Regions from separate parts of the Ovis aries genome. Here all the other regions are linked to region 1. The links are chromatin contacts, called in public Hi-C maps. All regions are on one chromosome and are shown on one strand. The core of a region is the stretch at or near the end of the contact, and the rest is flanking DNA. Distances in the headings are between cores, read along the strand shown. Region 1 overlaps LOC121820158 (a long non-coding RNA gene). Region 2 holds the start of COL10A1 (collagen type X alpha 1 chain). Region 3 holds the start of TSPYL1 (TSPY like 1).

Evidence for each region. A called contact is a pair of places that touch in the nucleus more often than the background predicts.
Region 2: a Hi-C map of liver shows a contact between it and region 1, with 3 times the contacts expected there. The contact joins the promoter of COL10A1 here to the enhancer-like site in region 1. A contact is called at or near these places in 3 of 16 Hi-C or Micro-C datasets (liver, muscle and tail adipose tissue).
Region 3: a contact with region 1 is called in a Hi-C map of liver, with 2.4 times the contacts expected there. The contact joins the promoter of TSPYL1 here to the enhancer-like site in region 1. A contact is called at or near these places in 6 of 16 Hi-C or Micro-C datasets (blood, hypothalamus, liver and 3 more).

Annotation. Positions count from the first base shown.
Region 1 is chr8:21,495,007-21,499,889 of ARS-UI_Ramb_v3.0, reverse strand. All of the region lies in intron 3 of LOC121820158 (a long non-coding RNA gene), which reads right to left. Among named protein-coding and RNA genes, the nearest start is that of TRNAG-UCC, 35 kb to the right of the region's middle. Within about 2 kb of position 2,414, at least 4 of the 54 cell types and tissues checked have an H3K27ac peak or open chromatin away from gene starts, as enhancers often do. A contact at or near this core is called in liver, where this site is marked.
Region 2 is chr8:21,703,758-21,708,640 of ARS-UI_Ramb_v3.0, reverse strand. COL10A1 (collagen type X alpha 1 chain) reads right to left here and starts at 2,092. Exons shown (of 3, transcript XM_060419213.1): 1 at 1,906-2,092. The region is part of intron 6 of NT5DC1 (5'-nucleotidase domain containing 1); the gene reads left to right.
Region 3 is chr8:21,653,823-21,658,705 of ARS-UI_Ramb_v3.0, reverse strand. TSPYL1 (TSPY like 1) reads right to left here and starts at 2,607. Exons shown (of 1, transcript XM_004011183.6): 1 at 1-2,607. The coding sequence starts at 2,501. The coding sequence ends at 1,203.

The DNA of each region.
Region 1 (4,883 bases), core at 1,165-3,664:
CTACAAAGCCTCTTGATGAAAGTGAAAGAGGAGAGCGAAAAAGTTGGCTTAAAGCTCAACATTCAGAAAATGAAGATCATGGCATCTGGTCCCATCACTTCATGGGAAATAGATGGGGAAACAGTAGAAACAGTGTCAGACTTTATTTTTTTGGGCTCCAAAATCACTGCAGATGGTGATTGCAGCCATGAAATTAAAAGACACTTACTCCTTGGAAGAAAAGTTATGACCAACCTAGATAGCATATTCAAAAGCAGAGACATTACTTTGCCGACTAAGGTCCGTCTAGTCAAGGCTAGGGTTTTTCCAGTAGTCATGTATGGATGTGAGAGTTGGACTGTGAAGAAGGCTGAGCACTGAAGAATTGATGCTTTTGAACTGCGGTGTTGGAGAAGACTCTTGAGAGTCCCTTGGACTGCAAGGAGATCCAACCAGTCCATTCTGAAGGAGATCAGTCCTGGGTGTTCTTTGGAAGGACTGATGCTAAAGCTGAAGCTCCAGTACTTTGGCCACCTCATGCGAAGAGTAGACTCATTGGAAAAGACTCTGATGCTGGGAGGGATTGGGGGCAGGAGGGGAAGGGGACAACCGAGGATGAGATGGTTGGATGGCATCACGGACTCGAGTGAACTCCAGGAGATAGTGATGGACAGGGAGGCCTGGCGTGCTGCAATTCATGGGGATGCAAAGAGTCGGACGCGACTGAGCGACTGAACTGAACTGAACTTCTACATTGCCGTACAGTATTCTTGTTTGAATATTTCACAGTTTATCTCGTCTGCTGTTGTTTGATATTCGTTCTTTGATTTTTTAACCAGTTTTTGCATAATATGAACAGTAGTACTATGATTCTTTCTTAAACTCTATTCACAAGTGCATAACAGTTTCCAGATAATATTCAGATTCCTTTTTCAGGAAGTTAACTCAACCAGGACTGTGTGGCAGAAACTAGAACGGGATGAGGTATCCCTGTCCACTTTCAAGGATGATGAAGAGGTCCAGTTTGAGAAATGGTCCTCAGGAAGAATGGAGCTGCACAGGAGATGGAGTGGCACCCACAGCTGACCCTGAGTTTTCTAGCTTGAAAGACTGATAGCCTCAAAACTCTGGAGGAGAAATAAGTCTTAGGGAAAAGTGAGTTCTGTTTTGGATTGGAGTCGACTGCTGGACCTCTAAGTGAAAATATCCACTAGGCAATCAGAAATGCCTATCCAGAACTTAGGAAAAGAAGGGGCAAGGGATGAAGATTTTGGAAAGGGTAAAACACAGTTGGGATTGTCACGGTCAAGTGAAAGGAGAGTAAGGATAATGGACAACACTTTTTGAGCATTTGCTAGGTGCCAGGCACTGTTCTGGGCTTCCCTGGTGGCTCAGAGGGTAAAGTGTCTGCCTGCAATGCGGGAGACCTGGGTTTGATCCCTGGGTTTGGAAGATCCCCTGGAGAAGGAAATGGCAACCCACTCCAGTACTCTTGCCTAGAGAATCCCTTGGACGGAGGAGCCTGGCAGGCTACAGTCCATGGGGTCTCAAAGAGTCGGACACGACTGAGCGACTTCACTTTCACTTTAGGCACTGTTCTAAGAATGTTAGTTGTAACGACCCACTTTATCTACCCAATAACCCACTCAGGCAGGTAATGTTATTATTTTCATTTTACAGATGAGAGATATGTAGTTAGTGGTGGCACCAAGAAGGGATTACACAGGCACTTTGTGTAGAAAGGAGTGAACTTCAGTGAGGACTAATATCCTGGTTGGGAGGTGGAGGAGCCTGGGAAGGAGACTCAGATGAAGTCATCGAGTTAGGAGGAGAGCCAGAAGAGTATAATAGTCAGACTTAACTTAATTAGGGAAGTACTGCAGGTGCCTGTCACTGCTGGGAGAGGTCAAGGTAGTGTGCCAAAGCAGAGTCAGAAACAGTAAAGCTCTGAGTCCAGGTGTCAAGGAAACCTACTCAGGTTTGGTTCATTGCTTCTAAGAAAGGATTCCTTTAAGGAATCTAACAATAGAATAGGGGGGAAAAAAAAGTTATTTGCCTTTGGTTGCTGTCTACAGCTAAATTACAAAGAAAAATCCCTCCTCTAAGTAATTCACTGATGCATGTGTATGGGAGGGGCCTCCCAGGTGGCACAGTGGTAAAGAACCCGCTTACCAAAGCAGGAGATGCAGAGGACTCGGGTTCGATCCCTGGGTCAGGAAGTTCCCCTGGAGGAGGAAATGGCAACCCACGCCAGTATTCTTGCCTGGAGAATTCCATGGACAAGGGAGACTGGCAGGCTACAGTCCACAGGCTTGCAAAGAGTCAGACACGACAGCTACTGAACATAAGCATGACCACAGGTATGAGACAATGGTGCAGAAATGGGGCAGATAATGGGAAAGTTAACCACTACATCCTAGAGAACTCTGCTGAGTAAACAAACTGAGCTGGGCAGGAAGGAGGGCAGCAGGAAGTCATGGGAAAGTCCCTGCTCCGCCAAGACCTGCAGCCCTGCCAGCCCTCACTGTGGTTTGGAGACTCTGAGGAAAGAGGGTGGGAGTGGGAGTTCAGGCAGCCCTACAGCTGTATCGGGACCTGCCCCGGAATGGCCTTGTCTTCTTCCTGGTGTTGCCTTGCTCCTATCTGGATAGACTTATGTACTGTCTGTCAGAAGGTTGGCAATTCATGGATCTTTATGTTATTCTGAGCTGAATGACATGCACAGAAGGAATCAAGTTCTGAACTGAATAAAGCAGGCGTGGTGCTGACTTTGCAGTGAGAGCAGAGACATCAAAGTCTGCTTCTCATCCAGTCACTCACTGATTCACCCATTAGTACCACAAATATTTAGTGAACACTGATAATGTTCTGGGTACTACACCAAGACCCTTGTAAACAGATAGGGATTAAATCAAGCATGGTCCTTGCCCTCATGAAATGGATAATCTAGTTGGGGATTTGGAAAACATCAGTTCAGTTCAGTTCAATTCAGTTGCTCAGTCATGTCTGACTCTTTGTGACCCCATGAATTGCAGCACGCCAGGCCTCCCTGTCCATTGCCAAAGACATAGCAAGCAGCAAATAGGAGGTTACAAAACTGTCATGTGTAACAAGGAAACGAATATGAGGCTAAAAATAGTCAAGGGATGGGTGAGGGAATTGAGAGTCTAGTCATGGAAGATCTGGTAGACGTGTCCCATGTTCAGTTCTCTTTGCCTCTAAGGCCTGGGGGAAGACGATACATATTCTTTCCCTTGCAGTTAGGTAAAGCTTTGTGTCTGATTCTGATCAGATGTTGCTACCAGAACAGGGCATTTCCATAATAAAAATCATCTTTTTTCATCCTCACTATTTGTCCCATTTCTCCACCTTCCTCTCATATTCACACATAAGTGAATTACTTAAGGGAGGGATTCTCTTTGTAGCTTAGCTGGAGGCAGCATCTAAAGGAAAAGAACTATTTTTCTTTATTCTATAATTAGATTCTTTAAAGAAGTTTCAGTAGACATGTATGGATGTGAGAGTTGGACTATAAAGAAAGCTGAGCGCCAAGGAATTGATGCTTTTGAACTGTGGTGTTGGAGAAGACTCTTGAGAGTCCCTTGGACTGCAAGGAGATCCATCCTAAAGGAGATCAGCCCTGGGTGTTCATTAGAAGGACTGATGTTGAAGCTGAAATTCCAATACTTTGGCCACTTGATGCGAAGAGCTGACTCATTTGAAAAGACCCTGATGCTGGGAAAGATTGAGGGCAGGAGGAGAAGGGGACGACAGGATGAGATGGTTGGATGGCATCACTGACTCAATGGACATGAGTCTGGATAAACTCTGGGAGTTGGTGGTGGACAGGGAGGCCTGGTGTGCTGTGGTTCATGGGGTTGCAAAGAGTCAGACACGACTGAGCGACTGAACTGAACTGAAAGAAGTTTCAGTTCCTTTCCTAAAATATGTGGCAATAACATAGCAGTCTAGTGGTGGACAGACAGAATGGAAGCTGATAGATAATGAAGGCTAGAGAGATGGCAATGCTTCTTATATGGCTGTTGATAAAAGTGACTCCTGTATTAACTTGGAAAGAAGATTATGTAGCTTATAAAATGTGACTCTGGGGGAAATGACTGGAAAACAGTGTTTCTAGTGTGTTGGTTGCTACTGGATATGTTTTGGCAAGGCTTTATAACCTCACAAAAGAACCTGGCTGATTTGTAAGCAGAAATTAATAGGTATAAAGATATTTCACAAAACTGAACTTTGAAAAATCGGAAAACCTGATTGGCAACAGTCTCCATGTACTAAGAGAAAAAATGAGGAAACCTCAAAAGACAAAGTCCATTAAAACAGATCTGAGGAAAGGCCAAACTGAATGGTCTCCACATCTATTGATAACACCTCTCAGTAAATTAGCCAACTGCAAGGCAAAGATAAAACTAAGATATTCAACAGGATAAAGAGCCGGGACACACATCAAAGTACAATTTTTCTCTAAAAAACATAGTCTCATGTTTATTCAAGGTACCTATAATGGCAAGAAAGAGACAGCTTGTCTCTATATCTATAGTTTATACCTTTGTCTATATCTAGAGAGAGAATGGAACAAGAAAGCAAAAAAATATATATATAGTAGATGTGAAAAACATGTTTTGAAAACAACTATGAGCATAGGTATTGACAAATATATATAGTTTACTGAATTAAAAAAAAGAAGCTTATGAAAACTTGAAAGACATTTGAGCCAGAGGAACACAATCCCAACTGGACCTGTGGTCTTCCAACATTGTATAAGCAGCACATGAACTGAGAAAACTACTCAGCCATCAAGGGCAAATGCCCACTAAGTATTTAGCTGAAGACGATGACCGACAGCCTCTCAGAGAGTCAAGTCTTGAGAATGAAATAGCATTTTG
Region 2 (4,883 bases), core at 843-3,342, 210 kb before region 1:
GTGGGCTACAGTTTATATAGTGTCGCAGAGTCAGACATGACTGAGCAACTCAGCACTTAGCAGGTATGTCATGGTGAAAAAAATACATTAAAGTATTTATATTGTCTTTCAGAAAGCAGTTTTATCACACATGATCTAATAGTCACTCTGCTGAGATGCTGTGAAACCTTTCAACAGGATCTCTCAAATGAACAACTTCATTAGTCTTGCTAGCATTTTCTAAAACTGAGTTATAACTATTGTTTATTGTTACTGTCTTAAAATTATGAAATACTGTCTCAGGAATCAACTAACTTTTTCAAAGGACCAGATCACGTAAAGAGTATAGGCTTTATGTAGATACTTCTCTAACCACGTTAAGTAAATACCTTTCTTAGCTTGCGGGCTGCGGTTTGCCAGCCTCGGGTTTTTCTGAACACCTGATAAATCTTACTGGATAGCTCCCCCCACACACAGACTGACTTCCTCAGTTATTCATCCTCTACTATTTCCCTGACATCAAGAATGTAAACACCAAGGTAAAGACAGTTCTTTTCCTAAAAGATCTCAGTCTCAGGAGAAAGAAAAATACATAAACACACTTATTTCAAGTGTTTATTATCGTGCAGTGTGATGAATGATGTCCAGAGGTGGTGTGAGTGGGTGACGGTGTTGGGAGACGCTCGACAGATGAGCGGCAAGCATTTCTAAAGCAGCAGAGAGAGGACAGTGCATTCCACAAAGGAAGGTAATGCTTATACGTCAATGTGGAAGACATTTATTTGGATTTTTTGGGGTTTGTTTGTTTGTTTGTTTTTTTGGCCTATCTCAATATAAAATCTCAGTTCCCAGAGAATAGCATAGATGACATCAGCTCAAGAATACTGGAGTAGGTAGCCTATCCCTTCTCTAGGGGATCGTCCCGACTCAGGAATCGAACCAGCGTCTCCTGCATTGCAGGCAGGTTCTTTACCAACTGAGCTATCAGAGAAGCCCAACGTCAGCTCAGTCACTACAAAAAACTTCTGTAGGTATTGTGAGGAAAAGCATATTATTCCACAGTTATAGCACTGACTATGGATTTGAAGCATTTCACTTCTGCTTCTTCTGCACATGTTATTTTTCTTTAACAGACACTGATCACCTGATAAGTTAAATTTAAAACAAGGTTTTAGACACGTAAGCAGTGAGGTTACATAGCTCATGTTAGGTAACAAGATACTATAAAATTAAGAAGTCCCTGCTCTCTGAGAGCCAGGGATTCCAATGAGGCAGGCAGGATATACAGATAATAATAGCAAAAGTTCTAGTTCTTATGCTTAGAGCTGTAATTCTTAATCCTAACTGTACATTGAAATTACTTGGGGAGCTTTAAAAAAATATATCAGTGTCACGGCTCCAGCCCAGACCAATTAAATCAGAATCTTTGGGGTAAGACACAGATACAGAGATAGAAGTCAAACACTGTTCATGTGAATTTTATAGATTATGTTTTTCAATACATTTACCCTTCATTTCTCAGTTCTTGTTGTCCTTTTTCAAGCATTATGTTCTAGATTTATTTACAAATATTAAAAGCAAACCATTTAGGGCCCATATAAGGTCCATAAACAGAAAATCTGTTTTAACATTAAATTTCAGTTTCATCTTTTGCCTTCTATAAACAAACAAAAAAATTAGAACATTTTAAAATCTATTGTTTATCTCATTTATCCTTCAAAAACTATTTCAGTATCTCTTGGCCAAAAGAAATTTATATAGTATATGTGTATTTCAGAAAATTGTACCGTTCCTTACTGCAGATATATTTAAACAGTTCATGGCTGAACATTTTAGCTGTTCACTGGCCTGCTCTTCTATAACCTACTAAGGTTGTAAATATTTCACTCTCTTAAATTATGTTCTGCAATGGAAATGATAACAGACCTTAATTGGAGGCTGATGGTGGAGCTGATAGCATTCCAGAATCTCTGATCCTCCCGCACAGCAGGTTAGAGAACACGCACCACACGTCACACCAGCACTGGCGATATAGTTAACAAGGAAAATGCCTACTTATTCCATGATGATAGGAATCGTGGTGTGGCACAATCGTCTCTTAAACTAAAAAAGCATTTTTGATATTCAAGTTGTACTTATATTTTTTACCACGAGGGGTCCCTCAATCCTGAATTGCAGTGGTTACATGCAGGTCATTTTCTCTGCCCGAAGAACCGTTGCAACACTTTGCCGTTATTCCCATGACTGCATTAATACCGAATTTTTAATATAGGAGAGTGAAACCTTTATTCTTTAGAACTAGGTTTTTAAATTTTTTGCTTTTAATCCCCTCTGGATACAGAAAATATCAGCATCTAAGGATAGAAGAGGAGTGTAAAGGCCAGGAAAATGAGTTACATAAAATGGCAGTGAAATAAAATTCTTTTGAGGTTAAGTGAAAACACAGGCTGCTTTGTGAGTGGAGAACAAACAAGACCATTCCTTTCTTTCCACCTTAGGCCTCAGTCTCGGTTCCCTGTCTTGTCTAGTCAGTGTAAATCTCTAAGTATAAAAACAGAATAAACCTGATTATTTTTACCAATAAGGGAGGTACTTTAGATAGGATGACATTAATAGAACATGAATAATAGAATTTTTGTCATAGGTTATATGTTACAAATCATTTATTGCTTTGACTTTAAACATAAATGTTCCTGTGTCTGCTTCTCCACTTATGTTTAAGTATTCATCCACTGAATGATTGCTCGATGTCAAACAGAAAGACAGACTCCCTGCCTTTAGGGAAATAATTTAATAGGCAGCTATTATTCCGGCATAATATGTTTAACATAAATTCCTCTGGCTTAATAGCTTGACTATTTCAGTAAAAATGAGGGTATATATTATGGACAACAGTACTAAATTATAAGCTTCAAAATTGCTCAGAGATTAGATAATTAATTTTTCTTACCACAAAAAAAGAAAAAGAAATGATTGTGCAACATGATAGATGTGTTAGCTAAATACAGTAATAGTCTCCTGCAGTATATAAATGTCACATCAACACATTGTACACCTTAAATTTGCACAGCGTTATGTGTTAGTTATATCAATAAAAATAAACTTTAAAAGATGAGTGTGTATTTATATTAACATACCTCATATTCCCTTAATGATTTGAGGTTACAAGGAATGAAAAATATTTTCCCCAACCACGGTTAGTGACCTTTTATACAAAGAGTAACCCATAATCTACCATAAAATATCCATTTGTACAGGATTTGTCTTTTTTAATTTGTTCATTTCTCTCTGGCTTGTGAGCAATGCGATAACATCTCCATTATTTCCTCAGGGAGCAGTTTTCTCCAACTAAACTATTATGTTTGCGCTTTTTTAGTTTAGGCTTACTAAGGGAAACTAATATTAATCTAGGCAGGAATTTCAAAATGCTCTGTTTAAATGTATATGTTTTGTTTTTTTTTATTCATTTGGAAATGGAATAGGTTTTTAACAGTAATTTACATTTTGACCACTAGGTGGCATTTTGACCACACTTATGTGTGGTAAGCACACATACGCTAAGGAAAAAATAGCCTTTTCTCAGCAATTGTTTCTGAATCCAGATGCTTAAGTATCTTCAGCATTACATACTACAAATCTTTTGTTATCCAGCCCATAATATTACTACAAAAGCCTTTGTTTTTCTGGGTGAAATAATCTTATATATGACTGCCTCAGATAAATCCTGGGAGATCAAAGCTTCTGCCATTGCTTTGATCATTACTCATCAAACTATTTCTGTTTTTAGCTATTTAAATATATTAGTTTTTCTTTCTTAAATTAGTCCTTTCTTACTAGTTCCTTCTCATCCCTGAAAAACAGAAGATATATTTTAATTTTTTCAAGGGCCATTACATAGCTTCTGGGATATTAAGAGATCCAAGAACACATGTTCTCTGTAGGGCAGAATTCGAGGGCATGAAGTTTGTTTTTGTTGTTCTTGGCACTCTGACAGCTGTTTTTCTCATTTTACAACATTCTTTCTTTCGTTAAGTAATATTTTTGTCTGATTATGAATAACTCTTACGTTGTATTATTTTCTGAAGAAAGCTGTTGTAGGCTGCAAATAATAGATATCCTTAATGGTTAAGCTGTTGCTACATTGGGTTGTTTCACATGACCAGGACATGGGAAGAAATTACCCTGTTAGGTTGGACTGGTAGAGAGACCCACCCTCTCTAAGCACCCAGCCCCTCAGAAACCTCCAACACAATTAGAATGCTCTCCAGCAAAGAAGAGGGAGAGTGGATTTGGCAGTCAGATAACAGTATTTGGTGCCATTTCTGTTTTTGTTGTTTGTTCCCCCCCCCCCCCCGCCCCCGGTTAGAGACTCTTCTTTCTTGTCCTAACGTTCTTGAAGTAAAACTTCATTTCCCTTATTTTAAGTGCATGACACTGAACAGAATTACAGATATATAGACTATATCTGTTGCAGAATGTATCATTCAGCACAAGCTCTTTCACTTCTTGGTTTGTCCATGCACGTGTCTTTTCTCTAGCAGTTAAGGAAAGTAAGGACTCAGGTTCTCTTGTGCTTACCAGTGCAGATGCAAAACCTGTATCTCTAAAGTGCTGTATGAATCTAATCATATTTCAACCAAACCTGCAATTGTCTGCCTAAGCATGCATAACTTTGAAGGCTCCGTACTGGGTGCATCTGACCAGGACTTCTCGAAATGTTGGCACCAGCTGCCTTGGAGCTCAGGCTGACTCCCTGGATTCTTTATAGACCCAAAGGAACAGAGCTGGGCCAGCTCAGTGACTCAGGTTCTTCAACTTCTGTCTGTTACACTGCCTTCCTGCCTTTTCTGGCTTGTTTTTCCATTTAATATCACAGCGCCTCCCAAGGGCTGTAACCCAGGACA
Region 3 (4,883 bases), core at 1,358-3,857, 160 kb before region 1:
TCAGTTTCTCTTGCTTTGGGCACTCATCACAGTATCTTTAATTCTTCCATCAATTATGGCCTAGATAGCACTTTTCATCTAAATCTGTCTCCTTTTAAATCCTCTAGATGTTGCTAAAGGGGGTGGAAGATGCAGAAGAGAGAAGAAAATAAGAGCTCTGGCAATCTATTAAACAAGACAGCCTGTTCCTTGAAATAATGGAGAGCCAAATTAAAAGACCTGATTTGCATATGCTTATGAGCTTTACCATATAAGACAGGACAGACACAACGGAGAAGGTGCCACTCTGGCACTTAATTACGCTCAGGATGAAAAAGGAGGCACAAAGAGGTACCCAGCTTTTGAGTGATTCACTAGAGACTGAGAAAGCCTGGTACTTTGAATGGACACCATCTTTAGGCCAACCTGCCCTGAGAAGTCTAACCTGTCACCTCAACCACTTGCCTGACAGTTTTTAGGGTTCTGGATGATGGGAGTGGAGGAAAGGGAGGTTGGAGGAGGGGATGAGGAATACAGGAGAAGTCTTTTGGGGAAAATGGAAGGGTCTTTTGAGTGCTGGCAGGAAACCTGGAGATTGTTTACCAGAAACCAGAGTGGGGCTGACAACGTTCTAGCAGACGTCCATCCAGTAGGTAGCAGTCAAGGGAACAGCCATTAGCAGGCAGCAATAGTACGTGACCAGAGGTGCAACAAGAGCAATGGAGTCACATAAATCATACAGGCCCAGTGGCCCACTGCAATTCTCCCTTGATGTCATTAACGCCCAGTTATCTACAGGCTATATGCCTGTGCTGCAGAGATCAGGATGGGTAGAATGGCCTCCTAGACAAATACCTCTAGATATGAGTCAAACCGGAGGCTCTGGGAACAAACAGGGTCCAAGTAGTGCAGATAAAGACTATACAATTTACATCACAAGCTTATTTAGGAGTGGTATGAATCATGGGCCATGCAGCATGTGATATTAATGCAGAAAAGCACGAAGGCCATGTGGAAATGAAGGAGCATGGCCATGACTGTCTCAATCTTGAGGCTGAGAGAACTGAATGTCCAGAGGAAAAAGGCTCCAGAAATGTCAGAAAAAAGGGGGGGGGGGAGGGGGAGAGGGGTGGTTAGAAGACATATCCGTATCTGTTGCCCAAGCACAGGTCCATTAAGAGGCAAAAAGGGACCTTGTGCAGGAACCTTCCCAACGGCAAAGTTTAACCAGACTGGAATCCAAAGGGCCTGGGGATCTCCACGGGCTCCCTTATTGGGCGACGTCTGGCTCTACGGACTCCTTCACGCAGCAAGTAGTACTGCAGTGGATTTGGCCACAGGTCCTCTTTGATAATTTCAGCAATCCTGTCAGACTCTGGAAGGCTGTGGTCTGAAAACCAGGTGAAGAAATTGCACACGACCTCTTGGTTCCTGCGAATGAAGGACTGGGGTTCATGGCCCCGGCGCCATATGATTGGAGTGGAAAGAGACACTACTCTGCCAGAGGCTCTGACCTCATATTCTTTGACAATCAGCTTGTTTCGAAAATATGGGTTTCTCCGAAAGAAGAACTTGAACTTGCAGCCTGTTCGCGGGTGTCTGAGCTCCTTCACCTCCAAATTGGTTATGTATCTTAACATCTCTGCATCTTGGCCTCTAATCATGGGAGACAACTGGGGGTGGTTCCGAAAGGCAGTGACCCAGAAGCCCGGGATATTCTGAATGATGTAGTTCCTCCGCTCCAGGTAGTGTCGACGCATCCGCCCGAATTTATGCTCTAGTTGTTGAAAGGCCCGGTCAGCCTGAGCGTTCACAGTGTCCAGTTCCAGTTGGATGGCCTCCAGCGGGTTCATGCGGAGATCCATACGCAGGGGCCGATGCCCCGCCTCCTCCACCACTCTGTTCTCCACCATTTCTATTTCTTCACCGACTGGCCTCTCCTCCACCTCCATTCCCTGCTCCACTCCCTCCTCCTCCTTCGCTCCTTCCTTCCCCACCACCTCCTCATCCACTGCGACCGAGAAGACAGGGCCCTCTTCAGTCTTCACTTCCTCAGCCTTCGCCTCCGCCATCAAGTCAGACCCCAACTTCTCCGCGCCACAAGTTTCTAGCGGCTTCTCTCGACTCAAGCCCTGCGGCTCTCCGGGCTGACGGCCATTTCCCAGGCTATCCTCCGTTGCCAGGGACACAGACGCCGTTTCCAGGCCCTCCGTAGGAGGCGGAGCCGGCTCTAGCCCCGCTTCGGGCGCTACGTAACCGCCATCCCCACCGCCTCGGATCTGGAACGTACCGGCACAGCCTGGATCTAGGGGAGCAGTTGGGGGTGCGCCTTCCTCCTCTGGAAGCTGGGGTGGCGGGAGCGCGACGGCCTCGAAATACCCCTCACCCGTCTCCGCCATCACCTGTGACGCCTCTGTTTTCAGGCACCGGGGAGGGTCCGGAGCTCCGGCGGCACAGTCGGATGGGGTGAGGCTGTGGGTTTCAAGGAGAGGGGTCCTCTCGCCCCGGTCTGGGCAGCTCATGTCGGCAGTACCCAGATAAACCGAAGGCCAATGTCTGTTTTCCTCTCAGAAGCCCCGCTTGACGAAAACTGCTCGCTCGTACCACCCACTCTCCAATCTCGCGAGTGACTCCGTGAGGATGACGTCAGGGCAGTAGATCTCGATGTGACGCGAGAACTCGCGGCTTCTGGGATGTCTTACCAGGCTTCCTACGGTCCGAGTGTTCACTTTAATTTTACGAGTGTTAGCTTTATTCTTACGAATTTAATCCGGTGGATTGGTAATTTGACTTACGTAAATATGTGGCTCGCAATCAGAGGCTGAAGCAGTGAGACCCCCACCCCCCTCCCTTCCTGGCTATGCATCTGGAAGTACCTCCAGATTGTTCGCTGGGGTAATTGTAAGGATCCCAGTACTACACTGCTTTCTGTTGTCTGAAAACATGTTTTTATGGTTTTGTAGGCAAGAGGGGGAGAAGGCGATGGCACCCCACTCCAGTACTCTAGCCTGGAAAATCCCATGGATGGAGGAGCATGCTGGGCTGCAGCCCATGGGGTCGCGAAGAGTCGGACACGACTAAGCGACTTCACTTTCACTTTTCACTTTCATGCTTTGGAGAAGGAAATGGCAACCCACTCCAATGTTATTGCCTGGAGAATCCCAGGGACGGGGGAGCCTGGTGGGCTGCCATCTATGGGGTCGCAGAGAGTCGGACACGACTGAAGCGACTTAGCAGCAGTAGCAGTAGGCAAGAGGGTAAATCTCCCTGTTACTCCATGATGGGCAGGAGCAAAATTCTCTTTATTTTTTAACTAAATTAATAGCAAAATGTTTCCCTTTTCTCGGGTAGTGAAAATATTCTGGACTGTAACATCGCTGGGAGAAAAAGCTACTGAACGACTTTTTACCACAAAAGTCATTCATGCATATTGTTCCTTGCTAGCCTTACCTTGATAATCTATCAAAGAAGAGCTTGCTTGCTTGATGTTTGCAGGAATTAAGTCAGAATCAATTGCTGAATCTCTCTCCGCGGCCCAGCACTGCAGGAAATAGAAAAGCTATTTCCAGCCCCATCGATTTATTAATCTAATAACAAGTTTAGTTCTGAAAGAAGGTAGTAAAAGTTGGCTCTGGTGAAGTATCTGTTCATGGTAATTAGCTTGTAGAGTTCTTTCAAAAGGGATGTCAGTGTCTTTGGTTGTTTTAGTTTGTTGACTTGTGAGGAAAACTGGTGTTAGAGGGCTAGGGGACCTCGGAGAATTACTGGTAGAGGGGCCATCCACCTCCATTTTTATGAAGAAAAGCCAGTTAAAATGGATAACCAAGATGGCCTTGAGTAGAACACAAACGGCTGGATACCAGTTTTAAAACTGGTTAGTTACCTCAAGATGTGAAAGAGGCAAATGTTTTGGGGTGGTTGTTTTTTTTCTGTTATAGTACACTGAATAATGGCCCCCTAAAATGTCCATGTCCTAACCTTCATAACCTGTATCTTATCTTACCTGGCAAAAGGACTCCGTAGGTATGTTTCAGTTAAGCATCAGGAAATTGAAAGATTGTGCTGGGCTATCCCAGTGGGTGGACCCTGTTTAATTACAGTAAAAAGAAATGGGAGTGTCAGTGTGAAACTGATGACCAGAGCAGAGGTGAGAAAGTGAAAAAGAGGGAGAAAAAAGATTTGAAGATGGAGGAAGGAAAAAGATCCAAAGAATAAAGGCAGCTTCTCTAGAAGCTGGAAAGGTAAGGAAGTAGATTTTCCCATGGAGCCTCCAAAGGAACGCAGCCCTACCCACATCTTGATTTTATCTAACCTCCAAACCTGTAAGATAATTAATTTGTGTACCTTAACGCTGTTAAGTCTGTGGTTATTTGTTAGAACAGTATGAAAGGGATATTCCTTGGGTTGAAGTTTGGTTGCATCTCTGTGTGGCTCAAGTTTTTCCTGGCAGCAACCCCTTCAACCATCAATATCTTTGGAAGGCTCAAAAAAGTGCCAATGTCAAAATGTATATAATTGGTGTCAGTGGCTTTGGAAAAAACCTAGACACAAGTTGAGCAGTGTTTTAACAAATACAGCATCATCAAAATACTTGGTGGCAAGAGAATAATTTTGTTTTGAAAAACATGGATGTTAACAACTCTGAGTCAAAAATCTTATGAATACAAAGAAGTTTTAGAAATACCTTAATTTATTTTGTTTTTTTTTCCCCCTTTATAGGTGTCCAAGTGTGCACTTGACGTTTTGACGTACGTCTAAATATGTCTAAAGGAACCATTTAAATAGAGATAAAATTATGTATAAGAATATATTGTGTCCTAGCTTAATTGGCAGTGTTTTTCTTCCCTTTTCTTTCTCTTTCATCAGGGATGATGTTTAAATACTATACAACTGACAGCGTTTTG